2 separate regions of the Columba livia genome follow, and region 1 is linked to region 2. A link is a contact called in public Hi-C data. All regions are on one chromosome and are shown on one strand. Each heading gives the region's core, a stretch centred on a gene start, on an enhancer-like site or on the middle of the called end of the contact. The rest is flanking DNA. Distances are from core to core; before and after follow the strand shown.

The links. Hi-C and Micro-C count contacts between places; a contact is called where the count stands out from the background.
Region 1: a contact with region 2 is called in a Hi-C map of liver, with 1.8 times the contacts expected there. The contact joins the enhancer-like site here to the promoter of PFDN4 in region 2. A contact is called at or near these places in 2 of 2 Hi-C or Micro-C datasets (crop and liver).

What each region holds. Positions count from the first base shown.
Region 1 is chr16:11,746,310-11,753,593 of bColLiv1.pat.W.v2, reverse strand. It overlaps LOC135575589 (a long non-coding RNA gene), which reads left to right and starts at 922. Exons shown (of 4, transcript XR_010466639.1): 1 at 922-1,147; 2 at 3,196-3,272; 3 at 5,370-5,966. Within about 2 kb of position 5,478, at least 1 of the 3 cell types and tissues checked has an H3K27ac peak away from gene starts, as active enhancers do.
Region 2 is chr16:11,708,159-11,715,554 of bColLiv1.pat.W.v2, reverse strand. PFDN4 (prefoldin subunit 4) reads left to right here and starts at 2,896. Exons shown (of 4, transcript XM_005499627.4): 1 at 2,896-3,161; 2 at 3,866-3,973; 3 at 4,604-4,747; 4 at 5,012-5,423. The coding sequence starts at 3,138. The coding sequence ends at 5,143.

The DNA.
Region 1 (7,284 bases), core at 4,229-6,728, 35 kb before region 2:
CGTGAGCCATCGTCAGGTGAGTCAGGGCTAGTGAGAAATCGTGCGAATTAAACAAAACCAGCTCTAAAGCTAGGTTTTCTATAGCTCTATTGTTCCTTGTGCACAGAGGTTCTCTAATTTTTGAATTCTGGGTATTTACAAGCTAGGATGGCTCTCTAAAAGAGAGCTAAGCTTTCACCTAGGATTTCTGCTGAGAAATAGGCAAGAAAAAATTAATTCTTCACTAACTAATATCTCTTCCACTACAGAGACTTAAGCATCTTCCTGTTAGTAAGCTTCTCCAGATGTTAGTAAGCATATCTACTTAGGGAAGTTGATAACCTTTGGCATCTCTTTTCACATCTATAAGAGGGCTGTTACCTGCTTTGCACCATTTATACCTCTCTGCTCAATTATTCTATCTCCTTTAGTCACACATTAAGATTGAACAGGGTAGGAAACAATGTGGGCTGGTGTTTATAAGGCAGAAAGTGCAGGGAAATGGAAACCCAGAACTGTGGTTTGGAGGAACTACAGCACTAAAAATTGTAACTTCTCTAAGCAGCATGTTTGAAAGACTAGACTTTTATATATATATATATACATACAAACAAAGAATAAGAGCACAGATCAGGCTGTTGCTGCTACCGACAAAATTCATTCATATATAGAGGCTAATTCACCCTATAAATTTTATTTTGAAACTATAATCAAATCATTGAACTAACTACACTACTTTTGTAGTGGTGTAGGTTTCTTGTATTTTGTTTGTTTGTTTGTTTGTTTCAGTTATGAGTTAGAGAGATGATGGCAACTATAATGCATGAGACAGCAAAAAATATATATAAAACCCCACAACTCCCATACAATTCTGAAACATAAAAATGGGGATGAATTAATCCTGCTGGAAACATTTTCCCAATTATGACAGCAAAACTGGGGAGAGGTGTGTCCCAGAGCTCAGGGACTTTGCTGCCTGTGTCAGGCAGCCTGACGGCAGATGGCAGCCTTAAATCGTGCAGGATGTGCACTATTTTAGACCAAGAGGCAGCAAGGAAACAGTCCCTGGGATTCAAAAGGCAGCATCCACTGGAGAGGGTTTGGCGTCTGACACCCACTTTGGAGCTGAACCCTGGAGCTGCGTGACCCCCCTGCCCTTCCTAAAGAGGTAAAACCACCCCTGGGTGCTGATGCTTTGGGTTACAGATGCTCATTTCTGCATCTGAGTGGTTCCACCTGCTCAGTGCTATTGTGAATGGTCAGAGATGCTCCCGCTAAGATAAAATGCCTTCAGAGAGCAACGTCTTCCATTTGGGGTATTAGACTAAAAGATGGGAATCCCTTTCTCTCTCTGCATAGTTCTGTCATGCGTTCACAGGTGACTTGTCAACATCTAACACTTAACAATGAGCACTGCAGTTCAGTGAGTGAAAAAATTACTCAGAGATGACTGAAAATGAAAATATTTCTCCAGAAAGTGAAAAAGAAATCCTCAAATGAGCTAGATCATTGGGAAAACTTTATTTGATCAGAAAGTATGTGTTACATAACCCACTCTAATTTGTTTAAAAACAGATGTTAAGGATTTACAAAGTGAAAACAAAACTTCTGAATTTATTGGAATATTTTTACCTACTCTTTTTTCTTGCCAAAATTGTTCACATGATTTAGGTAGTTTCATCCATATCTAAGAACAATTTCCCTCTCACCTTATTTTCCAATGGAAGAATTACTTGCTGAAAATAGTTTGTCTTAATCCTTACTAAACACAGGATGATTTTGGCTAGACGCTCACACTTAGTACCCTTTTGCCTGTGTAACCTTACCTGAATCACTTTGTATTCATCTATTTACAAATTGGCTGAGCCCACACACTGCAGCACAAGACCTGAGCGTTTGAGCCAGACAAAAGGTCATTCTCTATTATATCTCCATTGAGATGACAGATGTGTAACTCTCGCACTTGTTGGTACTTACAGAAAGAATGCCCCCCGGTCAATGGGAGCCTGTTGTCTGGCAATGCGGCTGTTACTGTTAATTTTGGAAATGGATTTGAGAAAACACATGCCTGGCCAGTTACAAGTGAACGATGTAGGCAGCTGGAAGGAGTGCGGTCTCACTGAATTACAAATGAGGATTCTCGGGGCCAAAACTCTCACTTGAGCTGCACGTTGGCATTTCTCTTTTGCTCTGAAAGCTGGTGCAAGATGCAGGCAGATGACTGACAGGGAGGATCTGATCAGAGGAGTACGTTGAACAGCATAAGAAAGAGAGATTTGTGAAAGGCGAAGTTAAGGAAGCAATATCTGGGGAAAGAATGGAAAATTGGCAATCAGCATTTCTCATTGATGTTGTCTGCTGCAACAGTGACTCATCGGGGAGTGCCTGGAACGCTGTGTCTGGTTTGCATTTCACTTTCCCCATCAGTCTCACTAGTAAGGTCAGCTGCACAGCACCATAGCTAGCGTTTCTTATGGACTTGGGTTTTTTTGGATTTAATCATTAAAGCAATACATCAGATATACATAGGTGTGTTGTCATTTGTCTCCTTTATATCCCTGATAAACTGCAGAGTTTATCAGTTTGGTAAATGCTGTGCCTCCTGCCACTCCTTTCTCCTTCATGACTTCACACCTTGCACTTTTAGGTTTGGCATCTCCTTTTTTTCAAATGCTGATATGTTGGTGAACACAGTGACTATTACAAATGGCAAAGGTTGAACCACAGCACGTGTGAAGCTGAGATTTCAGAAACCTCCAAAGGAGATTCGCTGACACATGAAAAATAATTATCCAGGGTAACAATGGCTAATGCTGGTGTGCTTTTGACGTAGTCTTAAATTAAATGTTTTAGGGTTTAGAACAATCTCTTACTAGAGATTAAGAGAACCCTAATAAGGAACAATGTGTTTGGCACCTAGCTAAATCCATCTTTCTCATGCCTTGGTTTGAAGGTCTTGGAGCACTCCTGGAGGCAGCAGGATCATTGATTGACCAAAAGTCTCACATGAAATAGTAATTCCAATGATTCAATAGTCTGATTGTTCAATAATTTAGATAGCACCTAGGTAATTATAAGAAAGAAGAACATTCCTAGCAACAAGCCTTTTTCTTTTATATTATTTCCACCAAATGAGAGTATTGTATCCACCAAAAAGTTCCGTTGTTTCAGCAAGCTTCAGTTGTGTCCATTATTTGGTATTTTCTTTCAATCCAGGTTCAAGTTCCCAAAGGACATTACAGTGACTACAATCCGAGCATGTGGACTTCTGGTCTTCTCAGTTCATCCTGCAGGTATGACTTCAGCAGTTTGCCTTTCCAAACCTGTTTGGTCTGGTTCGTAGTTGTCCGCTGTGTTTATCTTTGCACAATTGTTTTGCAGTCAGTTTATGAATTCTGGACTAGAAAGAACCCAGCGCCTCAAGAGAAGTCCTGTTAAAACCACCAAATTTTTCCCAAGCCAGTACAACTTGCATAATTTCCCCAGCAGAAACCAGCTTTCAGCCATACGCCCTCCTTGACACCAAGCTAAAGGCCAACTGAAATGTCAAACCTGGGATTATTTGAAACAGAGATTTGGACTGTCTGGGAGTTTGGCAGTTTACCTTACCATGGGGTTTTTACTCATTTGGCAATGGATATGGAGTAGTCTGAAAATTAGTTTGCTTAATCTGTCCTCAAACCTGAGTGTCAGCAAGGGACTGACGTTCAGAACATAATTTACACAACTATAATATTTCTGACATCTGTGTCCTACAACTCCTATTGCCAGAAAACAAGCCATTCCTTGCCTTGCCCTCTCCTCACTGACAGCAGGTGTCATGAGGGAATCAGTCTCATTTTTAAGTTTATGAACATTTCTGTTACTCTAAATGGGGTACTCTCATGCAGTCTCACGCCTTGTAGCTCTCCACATGTACTTCCAGCCACCTCCTCCCTCCTGCAAGGGAATTTTCGATCCGTTCTCTTTTCCTTTCAACCAAGGACAAACTTGGCCCGTTAACTGTACACATATGAGTATGTTTGTACAGCTCAAATTGGAAATGACATTTCTACTATTTAACTGCCTACCCTGAAAAAGACTCATCTTTTTAAGCACTCTGGTTTTTCTTTGTGCCTCTAAAATGCACACTGTTTCCCTTGTGTTATTAAAATAGACAAACTGTGGTGACTGTGGTGACTGAACAGAGAATTTGGCTGCAAAAGAGCTGTTCTTATGACATACTCATGGTCAGGATTGTTTTTTAGCATCTGTATTAGAACCATAAGTCATAGCTGTGAAAATAATATGTAGACATTATCAGGTCAAGGACATACACATATATCCTTAAAGAAAATTAGGTAGACTCCACAGCATGTTATAATTTTAATGGTCTTTTAAATAATGAAATAAAACCAAAACCCAGGAGAAGCTAAGACCTTTCCTGGAGACTTGGCTAATTAAGAGTAACTTGAACATTTCTTTAACTGGCTATCAAATTTCTCTCTTTAGCATAACTAGACAGGACACAAATGTGCCAGCTGTTACGATCAACTTGTTGGGCAGCCATAGTATTTCTTATTCTAGCTTTATTCCTTTGTTCTTCTTTTGAACAAAATGTCCAATTTAGGCATGAGAAACTCTCTGAAGATGCATCTACCTTCCTGTCTTGTCCAGCCATGGCCCCACTGTGTGTAAGTCGTGACATGACTCAGGTTGTCTCTCTAGCCACGACTGGCTGTGTGGTCTCAACTCGTCGCATTCTAAAGTTAGCTTCTTTTTGGATCAAGGTTTTCTGTTGTTAAATTTGTTTCCTGGGGTCATAGAGTCCATGCTGACATTTTCAGGTGGGGTTAATGATTTAATGTGACTCATATGTCAGTGCTAACTCATTCAGGTCTCATAACAAACCAAATCAATGACTCAGGAAGCCTTTTTATCGTTGTATTTAGATGATGTGTGCTTACAGTGCCCAAGAGTTTTAAAAGAAAGAGAAGTAATATATATTTGTCAGGTTTTTTGTCCCTACTATCTCTTCTCAACTTTGTGAAGTGATTAGATTAGATAGCCCTTATCAGAAGTAGACCACATCTCCCAGAAAACACCAGGTTATAGCCTCCCTGCTGCTGATAATAGGTTGGGTTTAGAGAGGACATAGTGGTTAATGGTTTTGCAGTTAGCATGTGACTTCAGCCAGAGGGTACAGACAAGTAAGAAGAGAAAGGGGATCTGTGTATCATGTGGCACCGTCAGGGCTACTGAGTGCAAAAGACAGAATTGTTTCAAGACTCATCTAAACATGTTCAAACCCAACAGAAAGGAACCCACCAATTTTAGTAACCTTTGGAAACCATCTTTAATGTGCATTAAGATAAATATGAACATTATTGAAATACTATTTCATTTTGCAGGTGATGGTGTGAACAACCTTGGCACTCAGATTTGTGCTCAAAGAAGAATGGCCCCCAGCTTAGATGTATGTGTGCATCCCGGGTACATGCTGGGATGAGACCTTTTGACAACTCTTTTCACCCTGCTCCTGATTTTCCTGGGGTTTTTAGAAGACCAAGGACATGTAGTGAGCAATCCAGACACTTTAGATATGAACTTGATTAGTCTGTAAAGTGCAGGCCTCAAAGATGCAGCAAGGTTAATCATGGTTGAAGAAATGCTGATACAAGCTTATGCAGCAGAAAAATGAGGAAGAAAGGCAAGTGTACGTGGCTGAAGCCAGTCTGAAAAAGCAGGATGCCATGGGGGAATCTAGTGCTCGCAGACAAAGAGGACTGAGCTAGCGGAAACGGTTTAAGGACGCACGAACAGCTCATTAATAGTGCATGCAACCAATCAGATTTTAGCTATCGCATAATAAGGGAGTAAATAGTGTATATAAGTCTGATGATTCTGCTAATAAAGTGACTACTGTCTGATCATATTGATCGTGTGACTAGTCCGTGACTTCGGCGTCGACAAGCTATGGTACAAAAAGGAGCCAAAGGATATTCCAGGTAAATGTAGTCACCACCTGCCAACAAAAATGACTAGTTCCACTGGAGAAGCATTTATTCAATAGGATACCTTAAAGTATATTCTTTTCTTCATTTCTGTGCATTTTCTGTGCATAACCAAAGGCTATTGAATGCTGCAACTTGACACTGAAAGCTTTCTTAGCAGTCTTTTTTTTTTTTAACAATTGCAAACAAGAACTTGGTTATGAAGCATTGAACTGAATTAATTTTCAAAATGGCACTGAGCAGGGATTATGGTAGATATAATGGACCCATGTCACTGTCCCTGTTGATTTGTCAGAGGCAGTATAAATAGAGGCTGGGTTTTTTGACACAAGTAATGAATGAGCTTGAAACATCGAATCATAATTGACACCACATTGGAAAGGTATGGACAGAGCGCTGGGTTGCTCATAAAATGGGACATCTTCAGCACATATCAGTAATAGCTTAAATATCATACTATGTAAGCCTTTGTCATGCTGGTGAGAGATAGACACCTCTTATTTTTTAGAAAAATTTTCGTTGGCAATTCCAAGATCATCTTTATTGTATTTTTGGATCCTGCAATTTCATATTAACACACTTCAGAAGAGTGATCTTGATATTTACCTAAATCTGGATTTTTAACAGTTATACATAACTGGTAGGAAGTACCACACATACCATTAGTTTGTATAATATTTAAACGAGGTCAGTGTGCAATGAACTCTTCAGGTAACGGAGTGCAGTAGACAATTATTGCCTGACACTTCAGTTTTCTATTTGGATAATTTGACCTTTTAATTGAGCACTTAACCTGAAAGTTTACACAGTTTGGGGCCACTTTCAGGGAAAATAAACCCCCTCTATTATATATATTCTCCTCTAAATTTCTAACTGAAAGGAAAATAATTTAAAAATGTAAGAGTTTTCACTTAGCTGACGACTCGTGTTAAAGCTCACAGGAAAAATACAGGGGTGTTTTTCACCTCAAGCAGTAGCGCCCATATTTTCCATCAGGGCAGAGTGGGTCACGTACTCCCATCAGAGCTGGGATGGGCTGCACTCTTTGGCCTTTCCCTTATCGCATAAGGGATTCCTGCCATATATTTGTTCTGCACGCACATAGTAGACCCAGCATGGGGCAGGTTTGCTGTGCATACATGACATGACTATATTTTGTGTTTTCCCAAAAACTTGATGCTTTCCTGGAAGCACTGGATTCACCATGGTTGTGCAGTTAATTCACTCAGCAAATTCTTTAGGACGCACTGGGAAAAGTCTTGAGGTGGCAGCAGCCAGGACTGGGCTGTGGCTGCTGACCCTACAATCCAGC
Region 2 (7,396 bases), core at 1,647-4,146:
ATAGGAAGACTCTTTCCCACCAAGCTGTGTTGCAAAAGGCTACAGCACGTAACATGAAATGAAAACGTGAAAAAGAACCACAAAGGAGACGTAAGCTGGAGGGTGTGGGGGTTATACTCAGCGCGGACAGGATCCCACTGAAGCGCAAGGTGAAGCGAACCACACTTGCAAGAACAATGAGGACCAGTACAAGAAACAGCAAGTCGTTTTATGCAACTGAAAGAGAAATGAGGCCACTGAGTTCAATGAGTTTATCTTACTTCACCACTAGATGTTTGCACTCGTGCACTGTTTTCACTTTTATTTACATAAGAAAGGGCTACAGTAAGTTACTCTTGGCAACATACTCAGACTGTAAATCTTGCCTGAGCATGTGGGAGAAAAAGATTTATTTTCAAAGCCTTCAAGCCATCAAATTCTTATGAAATCCACTCCTTTTCTCTTGAAGGAAATTACATTGGCTCAGACATAACATGTATTATTCAGTTCATCCATCTACGGAAATAACTATGGTTTAGGTTACATCCTTTCACAGTAGGATCTTCAAGAAGAGAGAAGGTAGCTGACTTAGGAAAGAGCAGAAGAATGGCCAGAGAGATGAGAGTTTGATCTCTGAGAGAAAGAGAGATTTAGAATTTGGATTCTGTTTTTACATAATAATAACATAGTTGTCCAGGGAGAACTTTTGTGATTAATTTTTTCCCTCATTAAGAAACAAGTTAAAATTATGCACCAAAATAAAATGCAACAGTCAGCCTGAGGGGCTCTCAAAATATTTTCTTATCTATTCCATTTTTTCTACTCTTTTATAACAGGACTTTTGAAATGAGCAGTCATTCTGAACTGAAAACAACACAACATTTCATTCAGTAAATATCCATTGTAGAATGTTTTTATAGATCTGAATGGTTTTTCTCTCAAGTAATTTTTAAGCCAGAAACCTGCTGCAGTCTTTCCCACAAGTAGTTGTGACTTTCTTGCATTTATTCAGCAAAAAGCAGGTACTGAAAGAGAGCTCCCAAACCAGCTCTACTATGAAGTGAAGCTGAACACTGTTGGCATAAACTCCTTCGCTGTAAGTAAAAAAGCATGAACCCAAACTTTTCATTCTTGCAGGCAGTAGGACTGCTATACTGTCTCCAGCTATGATGGGAGAAGTCAAGGCTGAGAGAGAAAGGTGTTAGTATATGTGTTAAGATTTGAATGGAGCATGCCGTATTTCAGCTCTTCCTAATAAGGGTTAGTTACAGGAAATTAATAGGAAACTTAAAATACACATCCATTCTTTTGTTGGGTATTCTCTTCTGTTGTTGTCCATGGATACCCCATGGAATGGACTTCTATGAGCTATGGAGGAGCAAGGATTCTCCTGCAGCTGCAGGACCGAATTGTCCCTCGGGAACAAGGAGCTCTAACACAAGCAAACACTGACACTCTGTTCCACTGATTGTTCATGTATTTGTCACTAAAACAGTCGCTGGATAACATACAGAGTTATTTATAGTTCAGGCATTAGGAGGGGGGTAGGAGACGTGAATTTGGATGCCATCTCTGAGCAGGGAAGAGTACATCAGCCTCCTGTACCATGAATAAGTGCTAGAAGAACAAGACCATTGTGTGCAATCAGGGTATTACACTTTTTAAAGCACAGCTTGAGGAAGAAAGGTGATAAATTTTGCCTTCAGGAAATGGTTTTGATTTTTGGACTCCAAACTGGTGGAGGTGATTCTCAGCAGCTCTGAGAAAGGTTCAGCAGTTTTGGTGGCCTGGGACTGAGTGTGCTGACCCTAAACAGCTCATTGGTCTCAATGCTGACTGGTTTTCTTTCTGGAGATCCAAATTCCCACTAGACACTGCTCAGTGAGCTGCAGACTCTAACCCAGCTTTCCAAATTCCTTGCCAAAGCCAGACACTGTAAAAACACACCATCCAGGGCCCTGAACTCTCTGTACCCAGGTAGTTTCTTCGGATCTAACTCTGACAACTTTGAACTGCAGCTCACAGGAGGGCGTAGCAGAAAGGTGAATCACAGCAAAACACCTGAAGATATTTTCAAACACCTTTCTGAATCTTGCACTGCAGGCTTGTTGCCATCCCCACCTGATGCTGGCACAAAAACGTATCGCTCAGAATCTTTGCAGCTGAGGTATATTTAAATTTTTGAAAGCTCGTGGGTACTGGAGATGCTGATCATTCTTCAGGAAGGTCTTGGCAGACCCAGGCAGGAGCTGATCACAGCGCCGGCAGCCTGGGCCGGGGCAAGTGCCTCCAGAAATCCTCTCCGTTTGAGTCCTTGTGTTGTGTGAAATCCACATGTGCCCACAGACCAAGGCTCCAGGCGTTTGGATCAGGGGCTCCATACCCACAGCACCATCAGGAGCACACAATGCCAGCCCACTTCCCAGCGGTTGGGAAATGTTCTGATGAACTGGTTTGTTTTGTGTGTTGGTTTTTTTTTTTCTTTCTTCTGTTAGAAGCTAAATAAACTTAAGCATGTGGAGGGAATTACACAGCGTAAATGTCAGCTATCCCTGTGCCTGATTAGAAGCTGCCCACCAGACTTTTCAGAAAAAAAATAAATATTTATTTTTCCTTAAAAAGTCCCTCCTCAATGATTTGAACTTGAAGGCGTTTTCCACCTCTGCTTCCAGAAAGGAGGCTGGGGAAGGCTGGGGACAGCTCGGAGCAGTCCCTGGTTCCGGCCTCAGGCTTCACCGCCCCTTTCTCCCCTCTCAGGGCTCGAACTCGTGGTCCTGGAGACCCGTTCACCCCGCGCTGCTGCTGCACCGCGCCGGGCGTCCGCCGCGACTTCGGCCACAGAGCACCGGCCCCACCTCACGGCGCCCCCTGGCGGCAGCGCTGCGGGCCGCAGCCCTCTGCTGGCCGCGGAGGGGCGGAGCCGGCTCTCTTCCCCTTTAAACGGAATGTACCAAGCGCTGCGGGGATGGGTTGAGATTTATTGTGCGCGTCCTGTGTAGCCTCGGGGCAACCCGCCGGACTGGGGGGCGCTGAAGAGCGGGAGAAACCGTGAACTGTGCAGAGTCGCTGCCGCTGGGCCCTTTCCCTCGCTTTTTCTGGTTTCCCCATGTCCACAGCTCCTCCTCTGCGGGGAGGATGAATAGTTCAGTCCTACCGACATGGCTGCCACCATGAAGAAAGCGGTGAGTGTGGTAGGAGGGTACGGCGGGATTTTTTTCGCCCCTTTTTTTTTGCTTTTTGCTCGCTTTTTTTCTCCACCGTGGGCTCTTCAGCTGCTGCCCTGGCCCCTCGCCCGATGGGGTCCGGCGTTTCTCGGTGCTGGCGCGGCCATGGCGCGGGGTCTCTTTCCCTAGGCCGCTCCGGCTCAGGCCCTGCCGAAAATATCCTGTTCGCTAGTCAGTGGATTAAGGTTTAGGTTGGGTATCAGGAAAAATTTCTTCATGGAAAGCGTTGTCAGGCACTGGAACAGGCTGGTCAGGGAAGTGGTGGAGTCGCCATCCCTGGAGGGGTTTAAAAGACGTGTAAATTTGGTTTTTAGTGACATGATTTAGAGGTGAATGTGGCAGTATTGGCTTAGTGGTTGGAGTCGATCTTGAAAGTCTTCTCCAACCAAAGTGATTCTATAATCTGGGAGCAGAGGTGTCTGGTTCAACTGTTGGCGCTGTCAAGGAGACAACCTCTGGCTTTAGGATGCCATGGGCAGCTGGTGTTTTAACTAAATGTGAGCACTGCTGCTGTCCTTCAGGAGGTGATTTAAGGAATCAAGTGTATAAGCAGAATATAGTTGCTGTAAGGCAACTTCAGAAGCTTTGTAGGAATAATCTTGATGTGAGATTCAAGTTAGTATAAGGAATGAAGTTTTCATTTTGGCCTCTTCTCCTTCCAGGCTGCAGAAGATGTCAATGTTACTTTTGAAGATCAACAGAAAATTAACAAGTTTGCGAGAAATACTAGCAGGATCACAGAGCTAAAAGAAGAAATAGAAGTGAAAAAGGTATATTTGCTTCATATGTGACTTATTCTTCATTGCCTTGAATTAATTTTCAACTGTAACACAGAAAATAGGGGCTGTGGATTACTGTCAGTTATGCTTTGATTCTAATATGGATTTTTTGGTACTTTGAAAGTAGCCAGAGAGTGTTAAAGTGGAAAAAGTCATGAGAAGTAAAGGCCACTAGTACATTTCTGCATGCAGTTCTTAGAATTCCTTAGTTGTCATATATGAAGCATTGTCTGTATATAGCGGCTGTTTGTAGTGTTCTTAAAATTTTCTGCCTGAGATTGTTCATATTTATGCTAAGCTAAGTTTAAGAATTCCAGTGTAAGTGCATATCAGATATTATTCTATATTTCCCTTGTCCAGACAGTTAATTACCCTATTAATGACAGATAATGAGTATTGACTAGAAATTTCTCCTGATACAGCCCCATTGAATTTAATACTTATGGTGAATTACAGCTCTGGAGCTGTTCTATTGAAGTTGATATGCTGGCAGGTAGGATTTTTCTCAAAATATGAACTCATTGAGTTTTTTATTCAACTGATAGCATGACAGTCTATTAATTGAAAAAACTTACTTAGTACAAAGTAAAAACCTTTTTTGTTTTATGCCTTGATAAATAGAAACAACTTCAGAATTTGGAAGATGCTTGTGATGACATTATGATGCTGGATGATGGCGATTCACTTTTGATACCCTACCAAATTGGAGATGTCTTCATTAGTCATTCCCAAGACGAGACACAAGAGATGCTGGAGGAGGCAAAGGTTTGTCTGGGCAAAAGAAACCCTTTTACTGGCTGCTACAGTGTGATGAGCGTTGGAATGGCATGATCTTGTCATCCTTTGAAGCTTTTGCTTTCTAAAGTTCGTGTTTGATTTATGGTTTGAGGATGAGGATGTGCATATACTGTAAGTCATAACTGGGATGTCAGTACACTATTCATGCCAGCCTTGGTTTGGCTCTGTAAAAAGTCTCATGACGTGACTCAGTTTGCTTTACATAACTAGTTGATGTTTTTTCTTTTTCAGAAAAGTTTACAAGAAGAAATTGAAGTCTTAGAATCCCGTGTGGAATCAATTCAGAGGGTGTTGTCTGACCTGAAAGTGCAGCTCTATGCAAAATTTGGAAATAACATAAATCTTGAGGCTGAGGACAGTTAAAGGTGTTCTAAATATACCATATCACTTTCCCTTGTTTTGTTGTTTTGATAACGTTGTTTCAATTATATTAAAAACCAAAACAAAAAACAAAACACCTTTTTTTTTTTTTCCCACCCTCTTTCCTGTCTTGGGTTCCATCTATTTAATGAGAGCTTTTGTATTTTGGTTATTGCAGTTATTTATTTGTTCAGGAAAGCGTTAGTTTCATACTGTTGGTAAAGCATCAAGATTGGAATATTTGCATTGTTTATTAAAATAATAAAGTCAGGCACATATTGTAGTTTCCTTGGTCTTGTTTTCCACTTATGAAAATACTTAAGTATAAAAACGATCGAAGTGGGGCATTTTTTATTTGCGCTGTAATGGCTGTTTGACCCTTAATGAAAAGCACCAGTAGATGGCATCGAAGAGCTGGGAAACCCGTTTTACGGTAACGCCAGGCCCGGGCTGGGAGAGCAAGTGCTTTGGTAATGTGAAACTTGGTGATGATCACATTCTCATTAGTTGGTTGGTAATGCTTTAAAATTCACTCCTAAGTGACTGTTGTGGCAGCTCTGCTGTTCTGAGCGTATTCACAGCTGTGCAGACTGCAGGTATTTAAAATGATTGTGGTTTCCAGATAGGCCATAGCATGGATGTGGCTTCATCACGAAAGGCGGCAGCTGGAAGGGTTTAACTGTGATTCCAGTGGCAGCTGTAAAGCTGATGAGAACCTTAGTTCAGTAAAGCACCCAAAGGGGGAAATGCTGGCAAGGTGTGGAGAGCCTTTTTTTCACATGTAATGCCTGGTTTCCTAGTCTGGTTTGGACAGTTGTGTTTGCAAGGTCAGGCAAGTAATTAGCCAACAAACATTTTCAGATTAGACTCTGGATCTTTGTAGTTTACAGAACATGCTGCTGTCCCAGGCTGGTATTTGATGTTTTTATATGTGTGAAACAGAACATGCAGAAACTCTTCTTTGTTTTTAATTTGTCATTGTAGTGGTTAGTTTGTAAATCATCTATCGATTGCTTGAAAGTATTTGACAGAGTTGTAGTTTGTCCTTTTAGTAACCTTTCTCCTCCCTTGTGAATATATGCAACTGTTTTTCAGTTGATATGCTTTCTGTTTAGCACTCCATCTTCTAAGTGCTTTTTATTTTTGGTAGATTGGAAATTTCTGTTCTCTCTAATGTTTACCTTGCAGTTATCTTGTTCAGATAACATAAGTTCAGAAAACTTGATCCTCTGTACATGTCATGAATAATTTGCCTGCACTTTACAATATACATCTTTTAATATCATTGTCAGAATGCAAATAGTTTACTGTTGTTTTCTGTATTGTCAGGGGAGCGACATTTGTAAAGCGCTTCAAAGATGAAATGCACCATAGAAGTGCTGAGGGTTATTTTAATCTAAGGGCTTTGTTTGGAGCATTGGGCCAGGGATCTCTTTTGATCTCTTAGTAATTGAATTAGCTGTTCAGTTCCATCTTTGTATCAAAATACAGTTTCCATACTGTTTTTGTTTTGCAAGTCATAGAGCCACCGGTGTTGGACTTTTCACTTGGTTGGAGCAATTAAAGCAGGTAAACTTGTGAAACTGCAGCCAGTGAAATGTAGTTCATTTCAGTGCATCATGTCAAGGAGACTTAACCTACCAGTTTTTCAAAGTAGCCTGATAAAAACCTCTGTAAAACATAGAAGGACACGATTATTATGTTTTTAGGGGCTTGTTTGTGATTCTGTGTCTTGTGAGCTGATGGAAATATCCAAGTATCACACAGTTTTCTATGTGATGATCTTTAGCATTACCTTCTCCAGTGGAACCTTTATTATTGCTCATTGCTTTGTATAGAAGGTCCTCAGATACTATTACACTCCATAATATAAATGTGGTTGATAATTATTCAATAATTATAGGCAGTGCTCACCAACCAGTGTTTTGCATTTCAGCTACATGTTACTATAAGGGACACTCGGTGCTTTGCATTTATTACATCTAGCTTGGGCTCTGTGTGCTTACACTTGTCCAAACAGGCTGCTGAGTGTTTATGATACTGTTTGGTGACATCAGCACATGGATTTCACATCAGGTTGACTTTTATTTATTGACAGTGGCTGGAGCTTCTTGACACAATTTTATTGCCATTATAGTTGATACGACAAACATCTAATAAAATTGCATTTCATTTTATATCAAAGCAAAGATATATTTAATATCATGAAGTTTCAACTGATGCCTGTTGCTATGCCAACATGCAGTAACTTTGTGG